4 separate regions of the Sus scrofa genome follow, and regions 1, 2 and 4 are each linked to region 3. A link is a contact called in public HiChIP or PLAC-seq data. All regions are on one chromosome and are shown on one strand. Each heading gives the region's core, a stretch centred on a gene start, on an enhancer-like site or on the middle of the called end of the contact. The rest is flanking DNA. Distances are from core to core; before and after follow the strand shown.

The links. HiChIP or PLAC-seq counts read pairs in DNA pulled down with a chosen protein or histone mark.
Region 1: an H3K27ac HiChIP or PLAC-seq map of alveolar macrophages shows a contact between it and region 3. The contact joins two enhancer-like sites. A contact is called at or near these places in 2 of 2 datasets of contacts at active chromatin or transcription factors (alveolar macrophages and skeletal muscle).
Region 2: a contact with region 3 is called in an H3K27ac HiChIP or PLAC-seq map of alveolar macrophages. The contact joins two enhancer-like sites. A contact is called at or near these places in 2 of 2 datasets of contacts at active chromatin or transcription factors (alveolar macrophages and skeletal muscle).
Region 4: an H3K27ac HiChIP or PLAC-seq map of alveolar macrophages shows a contact between it and region 3. The contact joins two enhancer-like sites. A contact is called at or near these places in 2 of 2 datasets of contacts at active chromatin or transcription factors (alveolar macrophages and skeletal muscle).

What each region holds. Positions count from the first base shown.
Region 1 is chr5:47,698,439-47,702,827 of Sscrofa11.1, forward strand. It overlaps LOC106509230 (a long non-coding RNA gene), which reads left to right. Exons shown (of 3, transcript XR_002344069.1): 1 at 1-3,846. Among named protein-coding and RNA genes, the nearest start is that of BHLHE41, 13 kb to the left of the region's middle. Within about 2 kb of position 2,998, at least 11 of the 83 cell types and tissues checked have an H3K27ac peak or open chromatin away from gene starts, as enhancers often do. A contact at or near this core is called in alveolar macrophages and skeletal muscle, where this site is marked.
Region 2 is chr5:47,744,538-47,749,028 of Sscrofa11.1, forward strand. It overlaps RASSF8 (ras association domain-containing protein 8), which reads right to left. Exons shown (of 6, transcript XM_005653134.3): 3 at 3,477-3,640. The coding sequence starts at 3,579. Among named protein-coding and RNA genes, the nearest start is that of BHLHE41, 59 kb to the left of the region's middle. Within about 2 kb of position 1,569, at least 1 of the 83 cell types and tissues checked has an H3K27ac peak or open chromatin away from gene starts, as enhancers often do. A contact at or near this core is called in alveolar macrophages, where this site is marked.
Region 3 is chr5:48,397,033-48,401,559 of Sscrofa11.1, forward strand. It overlaps LMNTD1 (lamin tail domain-containing protein 1), which reads left to right. Exons shown (of 18, transcript XR_002344073.1): 18 at 1,635-2,869. Among named protein-coding and RNA genes, the nearest start is that of KRAS, 110 kb to the right of the region's middle. Within about 2 kb of position 1,994, at least 81 of the 83 cell types and tissues checked have an H3K27ac peak or open chromatin away from gene starts, as enhancers often do. A contact at or near this core is called in alveolar macrophages and skeletal muscle, where this site is marked.
Region 4 is chr5:47,767,428-47,771,991 of Sscrofa11.1, forward strand. The region is part of intron 2 of RASSF8 (ras association domain-containing protein 8); the gene reads right to left. Among named protein-coding and RNA genes, the nearest start is that of RASSF8, 78 kb to the right of the region's middle. Within about 2 kb of position 2,919, at least 3 of the 83 cell types and tissues checked have an H3K27ac peak or open chromatin away from gene starts, as enhancers often do. A contact at or near this core is called in alveolar macrophages, where this site is marked.

The sequences.
Region 1 (4,389 bases), core at 1,748-4,247, 700 kb before region 3:
AGCACCCGGGCGAGGGCCGAGGGCCTGCAGCCGAGGGGAGGGGCAGGGCGGGCCGGCGGGGGACGGGGACGCGCCCTCCCGACAGCTGCGCCGCGCCCTGCCCCGCCGAGTCCTAGCGGGCCGGCCTTAGGTAGTCATTCCTCCCGAATTAAAGCTGGCTCTGACTCCAGGCTCCTCGAACCTTTCTGACACAGCAGTTTCCGAGCAGCCCTCCCGGCGTGGGTTAGAGGAAGGTCGACAGCCGCCCTGGAGGGCCTTGGGGTTGGAACTTCTGGCCCGGGCCGGCTGCGGCCGGGGGAAGTGACAGGCTGGGGAATGGAAGGGTGACACACTGCGACACACTCAGCGGCTCCGGGGCCGACCGGGGCACGTAGTGCAGGAGAACTCCTCCCCCCCCCCCCCCGCCTTGGGTGGGGGTGGGAAGAAGTGTGGAAGTACTCGCCGGTGGAGACATCGCAGCTTTCATTGCTCTCAAGTTTTGCAAAATGAATTCTCACTAAGCAATCTGGGGTTTATTAAATTGTGATAAAATGTATTTGGACTTTACGTGCAAAGTAAAAAGCGATTTTTATGGCACTCGTGGATTGTGCGCTGTGTAGTAAAGTGAGAAGTTAATGTAGTCCGGGGCTGAGGGGTGGGTTTTTTTGTTGTTGTTGCTGTTAAAGTTATGTTTTTAAAAAATACGTAGAAACACGTTCTCTTAGGAAAAATGATCAAGTCTCACACTTTCACATTTTGAGATGATCAGTTACTTGATTTTTGTAACACGTCTGGAAACGTGCATGTTTATAAAGGATCTAAAATGAATAACTGTTTTTGGAGGAATTTGGATTTGTCTCTTCCCTTTAGATGACCGAGTACACGATGCAGTATTACAAAGGTAAGGAAGCACGAATACCCCCTGCAAATGTGGTTTTGGTCATGTGATGGAAAGCGTTGCCAGTAACATTTGGACAAGTCAGGTGCCAGTATTTGCTAAGACATCTTAGAGTGGTTGTAAACTCTCCAGTGTAAAGGGCACAGCGAGTGCCACCCTGGAGACAGACTGCTGTAAGCTAACAGACATTCACAAAGCACAAAAGGAATTCATTGTTTGTTGTTTGCCTTGTAATGATGTATATGCATAAGGTCTTATGGGTTGAGTTTGAGTAACACTCCCCTATGACCCAGACTGTTTGCACCAGACAGCTTAGTTATTAAAAATACTCTGAAAGTTGAAAAAGCAAAGATAGATTTCAAACATTCGCTCAACAAACATATATTGAGCTCTTATTATGGACCAGACATGGGGGATACAACAAGTGACCCATACAGACTAATTCATCAGCCGTCGTGGTGCTCAAAACTTCAATAAAGCCTCACAAGTTCTCAGATATTTGCCAACTAGTTATTAATTATGACAACAGCAATCATATCCCTCTGCCCTAAATTTTTTTTTTTTTTCAGTTGGTGCTTATGAAGATGTCAGAAAAAAGGCATCTGTTCCCATCCCTTCCTGTCTTCCTCTCTCCCTTCCCTCACTTCTCTGGAGCCATACTAGCCTCCCTGCTGCTCTTCCAACCAGACAAGCTTGATCCTTTCCCAGAATATTTGCACTTGTTTATCCATCTGCTTGTGACATGCAGCCCCCAGATGGGGGATAGCTGATTCCAGTCACACCCCACCTTTTTTTTAGATCTCTGCTCAAATGCCACTTCTTCAGAGAGGCCCTCCCTGAGCAACCCGAAGGCAATATATAAAATGCCACCCATCCATCATTCTTTATTTTCGCTCTGTTTTTTTTTCCTGTAGCAAGTATCACCCTTAACATCTTCTGTGTATACTGATGTATATGAATACACAGACATACAAATAATTTGTTTACTGCTTATCTCTCTTGTTAGGAGGAACAGGGACTTTGTTTTGCTCATTGCTGTTTGTCTAATGCCAAGAATGGTAACTTGCAATAAATAAATATTTATATATTTGCCTTTTAAAAATAAACAGGTATTGATCCCCAATAAATATTTGCTGAATGAATGAATGAACATTCCTGGCAAGCATTTCAGCTTGATTACCTTACCAAAGACAACAGAACACGGCCTCTCAGAGCATCCCCTTCCATGTTTTAACTTCCTCAACACTGGGTAAGCACCTGCTGTTTTCCAGGCACTGTGTAACACAGAGATATCAACAAGGGGTAAGAAGTCAAAGGCAGTTAACATCTGGTACCTGCAAATGGAAAAAGATTCAGAATGATTTGGAAGCTGATTGAATTTTATTGTTGCAATTAAATCATAGATATGGTATTTAAGCATTAATAGAATTCCCATAACAATAGAGTTAATATCAATTTCACCTTAGTCCAAATGATTACAGATTATGTTAAAAGAAATTGTTCACTTAACTGAAATAACTTCTTTGAGAATTAAAATTAGTCTGATAATTTCCCCATCCCCTGAGATAGTAAGAAAAAGCTGCAGTAACCCTGTAGAAGAAGTAAGTTTCCAAAAAGATTGCATCTCAGCTTTCAGATGGCAACTGAACCTGGGTGGAAATGTGTGGGACCCTCTGAATTCAACCCATGATGGAATACACATCGCATCTCACAAGGGTTGGAAAGTCCCAGGTGCTTCTGCACTTCACTGGCTCTCCAGATGTGATAACCCTTATACCTTGGTCAGTGAACTTCTTCAAGGCAAAAGCCTATATCTATTTATCAGTGTATGCTCAGCACCTAGCACAATGCCTGGCACACAGTAAGCACTCAATAAACAACTGTTGAAATCCAAGCTCTGTTCTCCGTTCCCACAATCATTGTTCCAGTTCCAAGCTTTATCATCTCTCACCTGGATTATTGCAAGAACCTGCTCAATGGCCTTTGTCCAGACTTTCTTTCCCCATACACTGGCCACTCTGCTGGCTCAGTTAGCTTTTTAAACACCAATAGTGCACTAAAGAATAGTCGGGGACAACCCATCACATGAAGGCATGAAAGCTTAAGCTTCCCTCCTAGTTTCACTTCCTTTTACCCTTCTCCTATTGCCCTCAGCCAGATGATGGGTGTCGACAGACTGCCCTAATTGCACTGAACTACATGTTCACTCCTTTGCTTTATGTTCTTAGCCCTTTCTTTAAATCTCCACTTGGCTGTTTCAAACCTCACTCCACAAACGTGTGTGCAAGAAATGATGTCCTTATTTCTCTCATTTAGTCTAACTTCAAGCCACCTCCCCAAGGGCTGATGGGAAATGACTTCAGTCGTGGGCTGTCCCACGTCCACCCTCCTCAGGATTTCGCAAGAACCTGGGGTGCCAGAATAACAGGGAAAGGAGCTCTTCGTACTCAGATTGTCAATGGTCAGTGTCTGAGCCTGTCACTTTCTGGGTAGGAGTCTTTACTGAAGGAGAAGAAAAGAAAATGGAAAAATGCAATGAGAACAGACATCAGTAGTGTCTCAGTAAACTACCCGGTCACGCTTGGGCTCTTCACATTGTGTTGTAATTAACTGGGTGTGTCTCCCACACCTGGGCACCCACAACACTGCTGCTACTCAAATTGGCACCACCTCCAGCATTGCTTGGCCCTCACTTCTGTGACTGTTTACTTGGTGTTATTCTTTCTGCGGTTTCTTCTCCCAGACCTCTCTCCCACTTACTTTAAGACCTCTGCTTATCTCCTCCATTTCAGGAAAACCCCTACTTCATCAGGAGAATTCAAAACATTGGGCATCACCTCCCTAACTCTCAGCCCTTCCTACCTGCCTCCTCCCACACCCTGGCTTCCCTTCCCACTGTTGCCGAGGGAAAAGTGGCCCTCCATTCGTGCCACTGATAATCGATGGAAATCCACCGTCCTGTCTGCGCAGTGAGTCTGGATCTCTGTTGAGGAGTCCTGTTCATCATTCATTGTATTCCTGGAGTCCAGTACCCTGCCAGGGATAGGAAAGACACCCAATAAACACTTATAGAATAAATGCTTTTTTAGATCTGAGGGCTATACCACAGTTCCTAAAAAATTGTCTAGAGACATAAGACAACTGTTGATATGTGATGCTTTGTGGGTTATTGACACAGAGAGTTTCCCCCTGACTCTGAGTGTGGGCTAAATTTGGAGGAGATAATCCAGGAGGGAATGTAGCTGGCAGCCTATGGAGTTCCTCCTGGGTCAGGTCGGTGCCATCCAGCTGTGAGTTTGCTGTTTTAATACCTCCTATTTGTCTTCTCTGATTACTGCTGGTGAGGCTGGCCTCTGGCACTTGCTGAGGGGAGCAATGGGGAAGCCTCCACGTCCAAGGTGTCACGTTGCTCTCTGCCCCCTCGGGTTCCACCTGAGGACACTGCTCCTGCATTAGCAGACTGTCCCTTGGGGAAAGACAGTAAACACCAAGCTTTCTTACTCCTTGTATGT
Region 2 (4,491 bases), core at 319-2,818, 650 kb before region 3:
TGTTCTTCTTCTACCACCTAAATATAACCTGTCAAGGTAGTCAAAGATCAGAGTAGAAAGGATTACTTTCTATACTATTAGATACATTAGATAAATCTATACTATTAGATACATTAGATAAATCTTTTTATCACATTATGTTCTATCTTTAGTGCTTTTATAATTTAATTTGATTGATTAGTAGCACTGAGTCAGCAAGTGTTAGCTGTCACATATATTTGCAGACAGCCAAACTGTGTACAGGCTTTTATATCCTGGTTTCCTGAAAGCAATTTTAGCTATCTAGAAAAACTCAATCATTCCTACACACTGTGCCCCACCTCCATGAGGCAAACACATAAACTTAAACCCAACAAAGCTATTCTACATGTGGTTTCACTAAAAATTATTTATTTATTTAGTCTTTTTAGGGCCGCATCTGCAGCATGTGGAAATTCCCAAGCTAGGGGTTGAATCGGAGCTGCAGGTGCCTCCTACGCCACAGTCATAGCAATGCTGGTTCTGAGCTTCATCTGCAACCTACACCACAGCTACCAACAATGCAGGATTCTTAATCCACTGATAGAGGCCAGGATCAAACCTGTACCCTTATAGATACTAGCTGGGTGCATTACCACTGAGCTACAAAGGGAACTACTAAATGTTTTAGAAACATATGCAGTTTTCCTTAGTCAGCCTATATTCTACTATTAGTGTAACTAAACTTTTACTGTTACACTATATTCTACTACTAGTGTTAACTAAACTTTTACTGTATTAAGCCACAGAAATTCTGTGTTTGTTATAATAGAGATTTTACGTAATTATAAATTCTCCGTTATTTCTTATACTAGAAATAAGGTCATAATACTGTAAAATTTTCATTTAGTGTTTAGACTCTGAATATCAATAACTCTCATGACAAGACAGATAAAGACTGAAGTATAATAGCAGAAGCATATTGAATGTGATGCTGAGAAAATCTTAAAGCACAACAGAAGCAAGGATCTTGGTTGCCAGTTGAATCATCCCCCAGGTGAGTTCTGAATTCAATGAAGTATTTATAATTCAGAAAAAGAGTTGTTTAGTCAGGTTTGGAGAAATATCATAAAGCATCCACGTATTCATGGGAGTTCCGTTGTGGCTCAGTGGGTTAAGGAGCCGATGTTGTCCTCTCTGAGGATGTGGGTTCAATCCCTGACTTCACTCAGTGGGTTAAGGGTCCAGGCATTGCCAAAAGCTGTGGCATAGGTTGCAGAGGCAGCTCAGATCCAGTATTGCTGAGGCTGTGGCACAGGCCTCAGCTGCAGCTCTAATTTGACCCCTAGCCCAGGAACTTCCAAATGCTGCAGATACGGCTGTAACAAGAAAAAAAAAAAAAAGGATCTGTATTCAAGTTGTCAAGCTGTCAACTTTTCAAAACAGTCCTGGACTGAGTTGTTGAGAAAGCAAAAATGGGGGAGTGGGGGTAGGTTCAGTTAAAGCTTCTTTTCAACTTTTTCACAAACAAGTACTCTCTTTAGTCCAAATGGGGACATGGACACACACACCCCTAGGCAGTTCCCCTTGAAATTCTGTGTAGAGAACATAGTTACCATGTGGACAGATACAGCTTACCGCACTCCTCAACTACCTCAACTTCCCTAAAAACTATTCACTGTTGGTGTTTTTTTTTTTTTTTTTTAAACCACTGACCATGGCTTGATTCTCAAAAATAACAAAGAAAGTTAGATTGATACTTGCTAGTTCTAGTTTTCTTTAAGCAGAAAACAAAAAAAAAACCCAACAATACTGCATATTTTAATTAAAATAAATTGTGATGCTTTTAAAAGGGGGAATTTACTAATAAATTAGTTGCAAAGAATATGAAATAAAATTAAATTGCCTTAATTAAATGCCTAATTTCCCCCTCTTTAATAATTAAGCTGAGGTCCACAAATATAATATTAGTGCCAAATGCAGGACAATTTCATGGAATGTGAAAACTTCGTATTTTCACCATTGTTTTAATACATGAGTGTGCTATATAGTATTTAAGTAAAAAAAATCAAAAGATATCTGTGTTAAAGCTTCTGTCTTTGTATAGTGTCACTGCCAACGTCTAATAGTGCCTCTGCCACAATGCAGGGGCACGACCACCTCTACAAAATGCTAAGGTGCCATGGTGTCAGTGACTTGTCTCCATCCTGAGCTAACATGACATGCTTCCGATATAAACTAGCATGACATAAAAATAAACTTTTCATAAGGAGCTTAAAGACAAAGAGGCACTGAGCACCTAGCATGGTGAACATAGTTTCTTCTTAATACAGCTGACCCTTGAACAACACAGGGGTTACAGGCGGCAACTCTCCAGGCAGTCAAAAATCTGCATGTAACTTAAAGTCATCAGCTCTCTCTATCTGCACTTCCTTGGCATCTGTGAATTAAACCAATGTTCAATTGTGTATTATTTACCACTGGGAAAATACTGCATATAAGGGATTCTCACAGTTGAAACCCATATTGTTCAAGGGTCAACTTTTACATGTTTGTTCAATGACAGGATTAATTTAAGATGCAAATATAAACTTTAGCCCACATTACTGGCTTTACTGGTGTAAGTGCCTTATGCCCTCATTGTGTTCCAAAAGGAATTAAGGCAACTAAAAAAACATTCATAAGATATGATAAACTGAGAGTAAATAAGGAGTAAAGTTGCAACAGGGTAGGTGAGATGGAGCTGGTAAGCATGGGTTTGACAACTTTTTCTTCACTGTGTGAGATTTAAAGAGTACACATTGTCTTTCTAATGAAAAGCCATGTCATTGAATTTCTTGCATTTTCTTTTCTAAAAGTATTCAGACTAGGAGTTCCCATTGTGGCACAGTGGTTAATGAACCTGACTTGGGACCAGGAGGTTGCAGGTTCAATCCCTGGCCTTGCTCAGTGGGTTAAGGATCCGGCATTGCCGTGAGCTGTGGTGTAGGTCGCAGATGCGGCTTGGATCCCGCGTTGCTGTGGCAGTGGTGTAGGCCAGCGGCTACAGCTCTGATTAGACCCCTAGCCTGGGAACCTCCATATGCTGTGGGAGTGACCCCAGAAAAGGCAAAAAGATCAAAAAAAAAAAAAAAAAAAAAGGTATTCAGACTAAAAGGTAAATCGGATTCTTCCTAATGAGGGGTCTGAAAACCACAAATCAATGTTTTGGCTCAAGGAAATATTTTCAGTTCTGGAAATCATTATTTAGGATAAGCAGCAGAAGAGAAGACAGTACAGACTCTAGAGTCAAGACCAATAAAATCTGGGGGAGGCAAGCAGAAGTGTCTTCACAGATCTACTTAGGTTCAGGGAAATTATAATACAGTAACAAGTAAAAGTACACCCAAGAGATGTATTATGGAACCAAATGAACGAAACTCATGAGAGATCTATACTTACAACAAAAAGAAACAACCAACAACAGGAATCACAGCAAAAAAACCACTTTATCTCAGATACCCAGCGAGTTCACTTACCTATTGCTTGAGCTAGGGCTATGACAACTTCCTGGCAAGTTGTGACTTCAGTGACCCCACAAACAATCCTCTGAACTCCGTCCACCCATACTTTAAGTTCCATGGTGCCCCAGCCAGTCACCCAAGGGCCCTGAGACTGGTCATCAAGGTATCAGGTCATTTCTCTAGGAAAACATGGAAAAGGCAGAGAGTCTGTGCAGTGAGCTAAAAAGAGGGAAAAACATTTTTAATAAAATGAATCTTAACACTTCTCATAAGTAAATATTACCAAAACAGATTTTAATATATCAAAATGCTACCACCATTAATGACTATAGGTTTACTTATTACAGAACTGAATTTAGCAGCTGAACACAGCTAGAGCCACCTCTTACGACATCTCATGGTACTTTTTCACAATTAGAATACTGATGATAAGGTCACTCTCCATTGACTAAAGCAAGCTATTTCCTTGACCAAGCTCAGCATATAAATTGTTTCTTTTAAAATAAAATCTATTTCATTAGGATAATTTCTGAGGTTAAAAATAAAAAAGGAAAAAAGTTGTCATTTTAAGCATCATAAACAACTGAAGCAGTTTCCACAGCCTTGCCAGCATTTGTAAAGGCATCTTCCTAAGTCAGGCTTTCTTTGCTCCATGTGTCTCCTGCCTTCCACTCTTTGACAAAGGATTGAGAGTATCACCTTCACCTGAAACTCCAACACCAGTAGAATAAGGCACAGGTGTGCAGAAAATATTCACTGAAGAAAATGAATTCCTTTGTTGGCTGACAATTTTCCCATGTATGAACTGCTTATCCTTTTTCCCATTTATTTAATTGGAACTTGATAATTTCCTTAAATTTAAGCATTATTCTAATAAGATCAAACCTTAACCTTTTGTTTTACTTGCTATATTTCCCCAGTGTCTGATATTGTGTTAAGCTGTGTTATAAATGAAGCAGAAAATTTTACATTCTCATATGGTCAAACCAAATGCCTTGATTTCTTCTATTGACTTGAATGTTATTATTAG
Region 3 (4,527 bases), core at 744-3,243:
GGACACAGTTCGATCCCTGGCCTCGATCAGTGGGTTAAGGATCCAGCGTTGCCATGAGCTGTGGTGTAGGTCGAAGACAAGGCTCAGATCCCAAGATGCTGTGGCTGTGGTGTAGGCCAGCAGCTACAGCTCCAGTATGGCCCCTAGCCTGGGAACCTCCATATGCCACAGGTGCGGCCCTGGGGGGGAAAAAAAAGGCAAGTAGTCTGTATTCAAACCAGTCCATTGTAAAGATTCATAGGACTCAACACTAAAAAATTATTGGGAAAAGTATTTCGATGATTAAAGCATGTTTTTCTTACTTTAGTAGCTGTTAGTGCAGAAAATAATGACTGTAAAAAAGCCTATCTTCTGTTTTAGTATTCTAAAGCATAAACTGGTGTTACAATGGAAATGAGAGTGATACATAACGTAGTATTCACAACTAAATGATCTTCCTTGCTTAGCAGTAATGATTAAGATGCCTAGAATTACAAAGTGACTTACAAAAAAAATGTTAGTGAAAAAAATCCTAAGGTTCATCTTGCCGTCTTTGAGATGGGCATACCAACCAAGGGTTTTACTTTTCAGAAGCGTTGCCCATAAACTATTTGGCAGCAGAGGGCGCTCTCCTGTTAAAATCCAAAGTTCTCATTTAAAAGCTGTTAGAGGCTCATATTCGCTAGCGTCCAAATACCGTTGTTGAAAGTATTGTCAAAAAGCAAAGGAGTCCGAATGAGTTTTGAGTTTTATTTAGGGGAGAAGGACATCAGACCAGAATAGTTACGAACCATAATTTAATGAGACCTTAGATTTTTAGCAATGCTTATTCACTTCAAAATGATTGTATTTGATTCATTCCAGTAGTATTTCCTGAGGAAAGACACAAACATATACTTCTAGGGTCATCCTCCGATACTGTTACGGGACGGCTTGAAAACTTAGCATGCGCTGTGTGCCCAATAAGAGCAGGACATCTTAAAACAAAATGAAAATAATCATATTTATCGCATTCGAAAGTATGCAATTCACTATGTCACAGATTTTACCTAAAAAATGTTTACAACGAGCAGTAGATACTATGTCTCTATGAAGAGATAAATGTTTGGTAATATCTGAATACTAATATAAAATAATGTCTGCATATTTATCTCCAGTGATCAATGGCATCCTCTGGAGAGAAACCTGTGAGCCAATAACCCGCACCTCGGGTTGTTCCCGAATTCCAAAGCGTGGTCTTTCCCCCACCCCTCTGATCCTCTCAGCCACCACCCGCTCCCCAGAGCGAACCAGCTCTGTTCAGGGCCAAGTTGCTGAAGATTTTCAATCACTACCAGAGATTCTTTTCCCTTAGAACCACAATGTGGCATGTTTCCGCATCGCCGCTTTATATTGGCTAATTGGTGCTTTTTTAAAAGCTTAACTTTAAACCAGGAGGAATCATACATTTTGCATTTTCTGAACACTCCCTTGTTTCGTTTTCAAGCTAACGAGGTCTTACGAGTGAACATGCAAAAGCCTTTTTTGAACACCCCAAGTCGCAAGTCATTGGACAGGGCTCTAGCTGCGTGTCCAGGTCTCACGTGGTGCCTGTGCGAGCCACCCAGAGCGTTTGCTCTGGTGAAACCCTTAAAACTTTCTTTTTCTTTTTGTAGAAAGCAAAAACACCCCTGTCTAAATGCGCCGGCCCAGTGCCTGTCAAGAGATCCTTATGGGAGGCCGCCGGCGTCCCAGAAGACCGCCGCATGACTCAAGACTCGAAAGGTTCCCGAGTTCAAGCTACTCTGGACGCCGCGGCTGCTTCGCGCTCGTCGCCGGGCCGCGCAGCCGCCACCCTGATGTCCCCACCCGCGGGTCCGCGCGCCCCGCGCGCCCGCTGAGGGGGAGGGGCGCGCTCGGCCGAGGTCGCCGCCCGGTTGTGCAATCCGGCTATGCAAATAAGCGGGGTTACGACAGCCAATTAGAAGCCGGCTCTGCCGTGACGCGCGCGCCGAGAGCCCGTAGTATTTATAGATCGTATTTAAAGAGCCCTTGGGAGTCTCCCCGGGCTCGGCTGGGCGGCGGCGGCGGCGGCTGCAGGGCTGTAGTTGGCCGGGCGCGAGTGAGGTGGCGGGGCGGTCGCTGCTGGTACCGTCCCTGTGGGGGTGTTGGGCGTGGAGGAGTGTCAGAGCACGTTCTATAGTAGTTTTTACCCACTTCCTAGCTCGGTTTCTGGAGAGGAGGAGGAAATGGTGCAGTTTCCACAGTAGTTTCGCTTCAAACAAAGCCGGGGATTTGGAATCTCAAAGCTCAAGGTGGGGGATGGGGGCAGCAGGTTGAACCGACCCCGCCCGGGCCCCTCATTTGAGCCACAAACCGCCGCCGTTTCCTGGTGCTGAGCTGTGTAGAGGCACCCTTCCTGGGGGGAGGGGAGAACAATACCGCCTGAAAAGCCAAAAGTCGCGGAATTTGGGGGCGGGGTGTATTCGTAGAAAATAAATTACGAGATAGTGGCCCTGATTATCTTGGCGTTGAGTCGACTGATCTTCAGACTTCCTGGCCAGCGAGCTGCACACTGCAATGCGAAAGCAGGAAACTGGCATTACGTCAGAAGAGAGGAGACCCAAATTGCAACGGTTGCATCTGCAGGCCTGGCTCTTTTTCCTTGGAGAGGTTCCGGGGTCCGGGCCCAGGGTGCTGCCCGAGCCAGGCGTCGCGGGCTTTCACGCCGAGGGCCCACCCCTGGCGGCACCCGGGGACCCCAGGCCCGGGCGCCTATAGCCCTAGCCCTCAGCCTCTGCACGTTGTCCTCCCCGGAGGGCTCTTCAGCAACCACGACTAATTCCTTTTAAAGATAGCCCCGCGCCTAGCTGGATGTCTTAAATTCCCGGGGAGGGGGAGAGGGCGGGGTGTTGACTACTGCCCTTAGTTGAGCAGGAGCTCATGTCCACCTCGGGAAAGCAGGTGGCAAAGGGGAGGAATCCCAGCCTAGTGTAGAACAGGACGAGTTATCCCCACCTGGTCAAGGATCTCAACCTTGAGGGGCGTGGTCACAGGAAACTTGTTTTCTGCCAGGGACCCTGCTCCTGAGGCTTTGCCACTGCTTCTTAGAAACTGCTTGAGGATGGACCGCCGTGAAGCAGGAGGATATCGTGAATTAGTACATTCTGTCTCTTGGAAAACTTTGAAGAGTTTGACTCTAGCCTCACCTGCTCCCTCACTCCCTGGCTCAGGGTCATTACAAGGTAACTTAAGTAACCTGTTCTAGGCTCCTGGCCCACTCCACCTGGGAGCCAAGCTTAGCACAAAAAAGGTGGCCACAGTAGCTAATGATTATTGTTCTGTGCTGGGTGCTGAGCGTTTTGGCAGACTATCTCGTTTAATTATCACCATAACTGCATGAGGTGAGTACTGTTATTCCCATTTTGCAGATAAGGAAACAGATAAGAAGAATCAGTTGTTTCCCTGTGGATGGGAACCAGGCAATCTGAGGGCAAAGCCCGCACTTTCTGTGCAGGGTGGGGAGCTGACTTTGATCAGGGGACCTTCCAGGTTCACCTCACCTCACCAAGAAGGCCTTCATTGGTCCCTGCTGTTTGTCAAACTCAGTAAACCTAGTCCTGCTTAAACATGGTGTTGGGTGGCCTGTTTAATCCCCTGGAGTAAGAGACTGCTCCAGAACACCCAAATTATCTAAGCCAGTTTTCTCATTGCTCTGTATTTGCAGCAGTATCTTATGAAGTTGTTTAATGATTAACTTTATAAAGCACTTGATTCCTAGCGCAAGCCATTGGATAATGTCAGATCCTGTTTAACCCATTAAACATATAGGGAAGCTAAAGAACCAGCTGAGTTATCATGTAAGTTAGGAGTGGGGCTGGGTTCAGAAATAGCTGATAGCCTAATTCAAGGTCAGTGAGTCCTGTCTTTGCTTTTCCCTTTGGTTGCCTTATCCAGCATCATCGTCATCTAGACAGGAGAGACAGCCAGGGAAGAGAACCTGTGGTTTTAGATGATTGTCTGTGATTAATGTCTAGGAAGAGAATTTCAGAGGAGGAAAAGTTAAGAGGGAGAAGGTTATGTTTGTTTATACAATTACAGTTTCATATCTTAGAAACAAGTGATTTGAAAGCCAGGAATCCGATAGAGGTTGAAGGCCAGTTCTGCCCCCTCCCAGGTGGAAGACCTTAGACCACCTGTGGAATATGAGACCCCATTGCCCCATCTGTAAAATGGAAGTAACCTGCTACCCATCTCCTGAAGCCTTGCTCCTGGCAGTCTCCTCCGCTGCCTCCTCTTCCTCCTCTAGTCTTTTACATGCTGGTGCTTCTCAAAGTTCCCTCTTAGGTCCAGTCTCTTCTCACCTAACACTCTCCTGGATGATCTTACCCAGGTCATGTCCCCTGTTACCATTTGAAGTCTTTCTTGCCCAGGTCTCTTTCCTGAGCTCCAGATCTACATGCACAACATGCCCACTTAGATGCCCCAGACTTAAATGTTCCAAACTGAACTACTGGTTATCTGTCTCCCAGCCACTTGTGAAAGGTTGGCCCTCCTGCTGCACATCCC
Region 4 (4,564 bases), core at 1,669-4,168, 630 kb before region 3:
TTCACTGAACACTAATTATACCCAGTTAGAAATGAAGCAAATTAAAAACGCTTCCTTTTAAAAGGTGGGTTTTAAAAAAAAAATTTTTTTTTAAACAAGAACCTTTTAAAGAACAAAGCATTCGGAATTATTGTCCCAAATTAATCTTAGGAATTAAAAGCAGGTTATACAAGTAATTTTTTTTTTCCTAACATGCCCTGGTAACAATGATGAATGTGTATGTTGAAGATACATTTAAAAGCCCAATATCTAGTCTTATGGTTTTGGGCTTTCCAACATGCCTCAGAAGCTGGGGTTCCAAACACAAAGTATAAAACACAAAAATTATGCAGGATCTGGGGCACTTATAATTAACTGAGAATGTAAAATACTTACAGGAAATTGCCAAAACCTCATACTTCAGCTTATTTGTCTTTGTGTCCTTCATTGCATTTTTTTTTTTTTTAGCTTCTAGTTATTCTATTTCCAAGGGGACTTAGCATGTTTTCCTTTGACACTTTGATCTTGAAACAAAGCTTCACTTCAAGAATAAAAGTATAAAACCATAAGTAGGAAAGAAGAACAAACTATTTTACTACAGTGCCATTAGTTCATCCCAAGCACATATGCTACATATGACCTAATTACAGACCATCTCTACCTGGAAGCAGGTAGGCTAGAAAGGAAGTATCCCAAAGAGGAGGTGAATTCATAAATATACACACATCACATGCACTCAAATTCAGGCCAAGATTCAAGCTAGGCTTCGTTTAATACATATCTGCTTCTTTCTCTCTTTGAAAAACTTTAAATTGTTTCACACTCATATTGGGGGAGCCATTACTTTCCTTTAGTTGCTAACTCTTGGGAAACAAGCACACCATAGAGACCTTTAGAGGCAGCTCTTGATTTCAGACGCAGCCACTGCTCTGAAGCTCTTTGCCCTGCCTCCTGTTTCCTATCTCTTAATGTGTGTTCATGAACTTGTGTATGCACAGCCCCTCACCCTCCACTCCCCACAGCTGTAGAGACTGTTATGGAGGTCTAGCAGCCACACAAAGCTGTCCATGCTATGAAACAAATTTGCTTTTGATAACAACTACCCAAATTTACTGTGGTAAACTTGTTATTTCAACGCTAATCTGATTGCTGGTTATAAAAATCCGATAGAAAGAAAACCAAGACATTTATTAATGAAATACAACTTGGGGATGTTTTAAAAAGGGATGAAGATTCTGACAACAACTATAAGTAACAGGATCTTGGTAGAAAAAAATTATAAACTCTACCCTATTTCCCAAACTACCCCCCAAAGTATACAAAAATACCAAAATGATACAAAATAACTTATACGAAATTTTAAGTGTACTTTTAAAGAGTTCACATTTTCAAGAGCATACCAAAGAGGGTAGGGAGTGGCGGTTGGTGGTGGTACTGACTCACCAAAGTGAGGAAGAGTGTTGCATCACTGATGTTCAGAATCTCTGGAACATGGTGATGATAAAAGGAAGATGGGCTGTTAGGAATCTTAGTTTTACTATTGTTTCTAAATTCTCTAGACAATGCCCCTTATTGCCGGCACCGGGACAACTGCTTCCTACTGCTCTGCCCTTGGTGACCACTATTTAAATGGTGTCCAAATTCATTCTTGATGGGTATAAAGCCATAATGTCACCATGCAAACTACTTCATACCATTAAAAAGGGGATTTAAAAAAGATTATTAGACAAGTAAATGATGTTAGTAGAAAAATAAAACTCCAAGATGTACAGGGAAAAAAACCCTCAATTTCTGATCAATTAGATACTACTCAACCACACACATACAAAGTTGTTTTTTTTGTTGTTTTTTTTTTTTTAATAAAAAGACTCAAGTTAGCAATCTTCTGGGCTATATTAAATACTAGTTTCACAGTCATGTTGGCTCTTTTAAAATAAAAATGAAATTAAGAATTCCTTACACTAAAAAAGTTGTTCTAAATAGCTTATTTAAATTTCTAAAATATAATAAATACTGAAATAAGTATCAAAGTTTCCAAGAACAACTGAACTTAAATTTTTACTGAGTAATTTTGCATTTATTCTTCAGTTACAATTTTCCACTTCAGAGAAGTCATTGTCAAAAGGTCTGAGATGAATCTATAAACTGAGTCACAGACTCCCTCCTGACATGCAATCACAGAGGTCTGATCCACCAAGAATATTCAGACTGTTTCTACCACCACTGATCTAAAATTTCATTAAGTCAGTTGTTTCTGATTCTTGTCAGAATGTGGGTACAGAAGCAAGAAGAAAGAAACACCATGGAAACCAGAGAAACCTTTTAATGAGATATCCGACACTACTCATGTTAAATGAAAATATACAAATTGGCACCAACTTTCTTCACATTCTGCTCTTTTCCACATTAAATTAAATTGAGAGGTTGAAAAGGTTTCTTGCCTTTGTTTCCTTTCTATTTCACCTTGCTGCCTATTAAATGAAGGGAATTTAACCAACTCTAAGGAAATGCGCTAGGTTACACTGAATTCCCTATTTCCTGCTTAGTCTGCTTCAGTCTGTGGTACTTTAGAGCAATATTTAGAACTCACTGAAACATGGGATGTTACATCACCAGACTTAACTGCTTTTTGTTTTAGGATGGTCTCCCATCTACCTTACGCCACAGGACAGGCACATAGCTTCCAAGAACATGGTGGCCTTTGGCTGGGATAGAAGGGAGACGTGTCCATAAGAGCAGGAAGAAAGAGCCCCATGCCCTACCTAGAATTTTTATCACTCTTACCATTTCAAAAATTAAAATCTTTTAAAGTGGAAATGATCAAACAAATAATCTTCTTAAAAGTTACTCATTATTCTTCTCTGATAGGCTAAGCAACTCCTTGTCCTCTAGCATTTACTGTCTGTATTTCAAAATCAGGGAACTCTGCAAAACTTCCTGCTTTCTACTTCCTTATTAAAATGCAGAGCGGAAGTGGAGGGGAAATCAAACAAGGGTAGGATACAGTCCAAACACAGCAAAATTATTTATTATATCTTTTCTATGTAATGAACCCATTAAAACTTGTGATACTGGATAAAGAATTGTTTTAAAGTCCAACTAAAATAAAGCAGATTCACCAACAAGCTGTAGAGTTCTAATTGGTTTGCTGTAGACTGCTTTTACTTTTCTAGGGACTTTCTATTTATTGCAAGAGTTTGATTTTAATTTTTATCTGCATTAGTCTCCATGACCTTTATCCTATTTTTGAGATTTATGAAGATTACTCCAGTGTCTCTCCATAAATTTGAATGGGCATTTTTCCAATTGTCCAATAACACTGGTAAAAATTATTAACTCCCAGAAGCAAGGTTAATGAACTTCTTCTCTAGGCTGTACTAAGGCACTGACCCCTCTTGTGTGGGCATGACTATCTAGCCAGTTTTACTCTTGCTTAATGAAGTTGTATGGCTTAATCAGAGTCCATCCCTACCTTCAAAGTTGGCTAAGAAGAGTATCACCTGGGCTAGAAAAAGAGCTTATTCATATATTTAACATGTCTTTTAAAAAATAAATAAATGTTTATGGGAGGGGAAAAAAAAACAGAAAACACTGAAAAGATGAAAGCATAAAGCCATCCACACCTCATTCCTCTGAGATCAGGGCTCAAACTCAGTCTAAACAGCAGATACAATGACAATCTCTTCATCTTAGCTTTTTCTCAGGGAAAATGCATCCAAAAGCAACCTAGTTCATGTTTTCATTGATTCCTTCATTCATTTGCTATTCATGTATATCTGGGTCTCTACTGCTCAAATCTATGAATGTTCCTCACTGACTTTAGGATAAAGTCCATGTTCCCACCTCGATGCAGCCCCTTCCTCAACTACACTTCCCCTTCGTGAGGCAGCCATATCTCCCTTCGCCTCCCTGCCCCAGGAATGTTCTCTCTGCTTAAAACATCTTCCTTCTTACCCACCTCTTTGGGTGAGCCCCAGGAACCCTGCTGGATGAGATGGTGGTAGCAAGGAGCCACCAGCAGTTGCCAAGAGCTTTCTCTATGCCAGGCACACATGCTAACTCAAAATGAACCACTGAAGAAATACTGCTATCATTTCCATTTTACAAATGAGGATGTAGAGGCTATAAAAGGTTAACTGACACAAAATGGCTAGTACAAGATTGAACTAAGATTTGAACTGAGTCTGACTCTAGTCCTTGTTATTAGCAGCAAACCTCACAGAGACCAAGCAGGTTTGCATATTAAATACAAAAAAACAGTTTTCACCTCCACAAAGAAATATGCTTAAAACAAACTAACTCATGGCTCTTTATTCTCTTTATAAGGATGAGTAATATTCACTTTCATTTTGCGTCTATCATAAAAAAACCCAACAGCCCATGATGTAATTAATTTCCTCTCTAAAAATCTGGATAATTAATGCCATTTTTCCAGAGAAACCATTCATATTCTAGAACATTTTAATGTGCTTTAGGATGAGAGATAATAACTTACTAAAAGTATACCTTAACTGAAGAGTGAATATATTGGAAAAATATAAAACTATATGGAAAAGTTCACTATTCTTGTCATTTATGCTGTAAA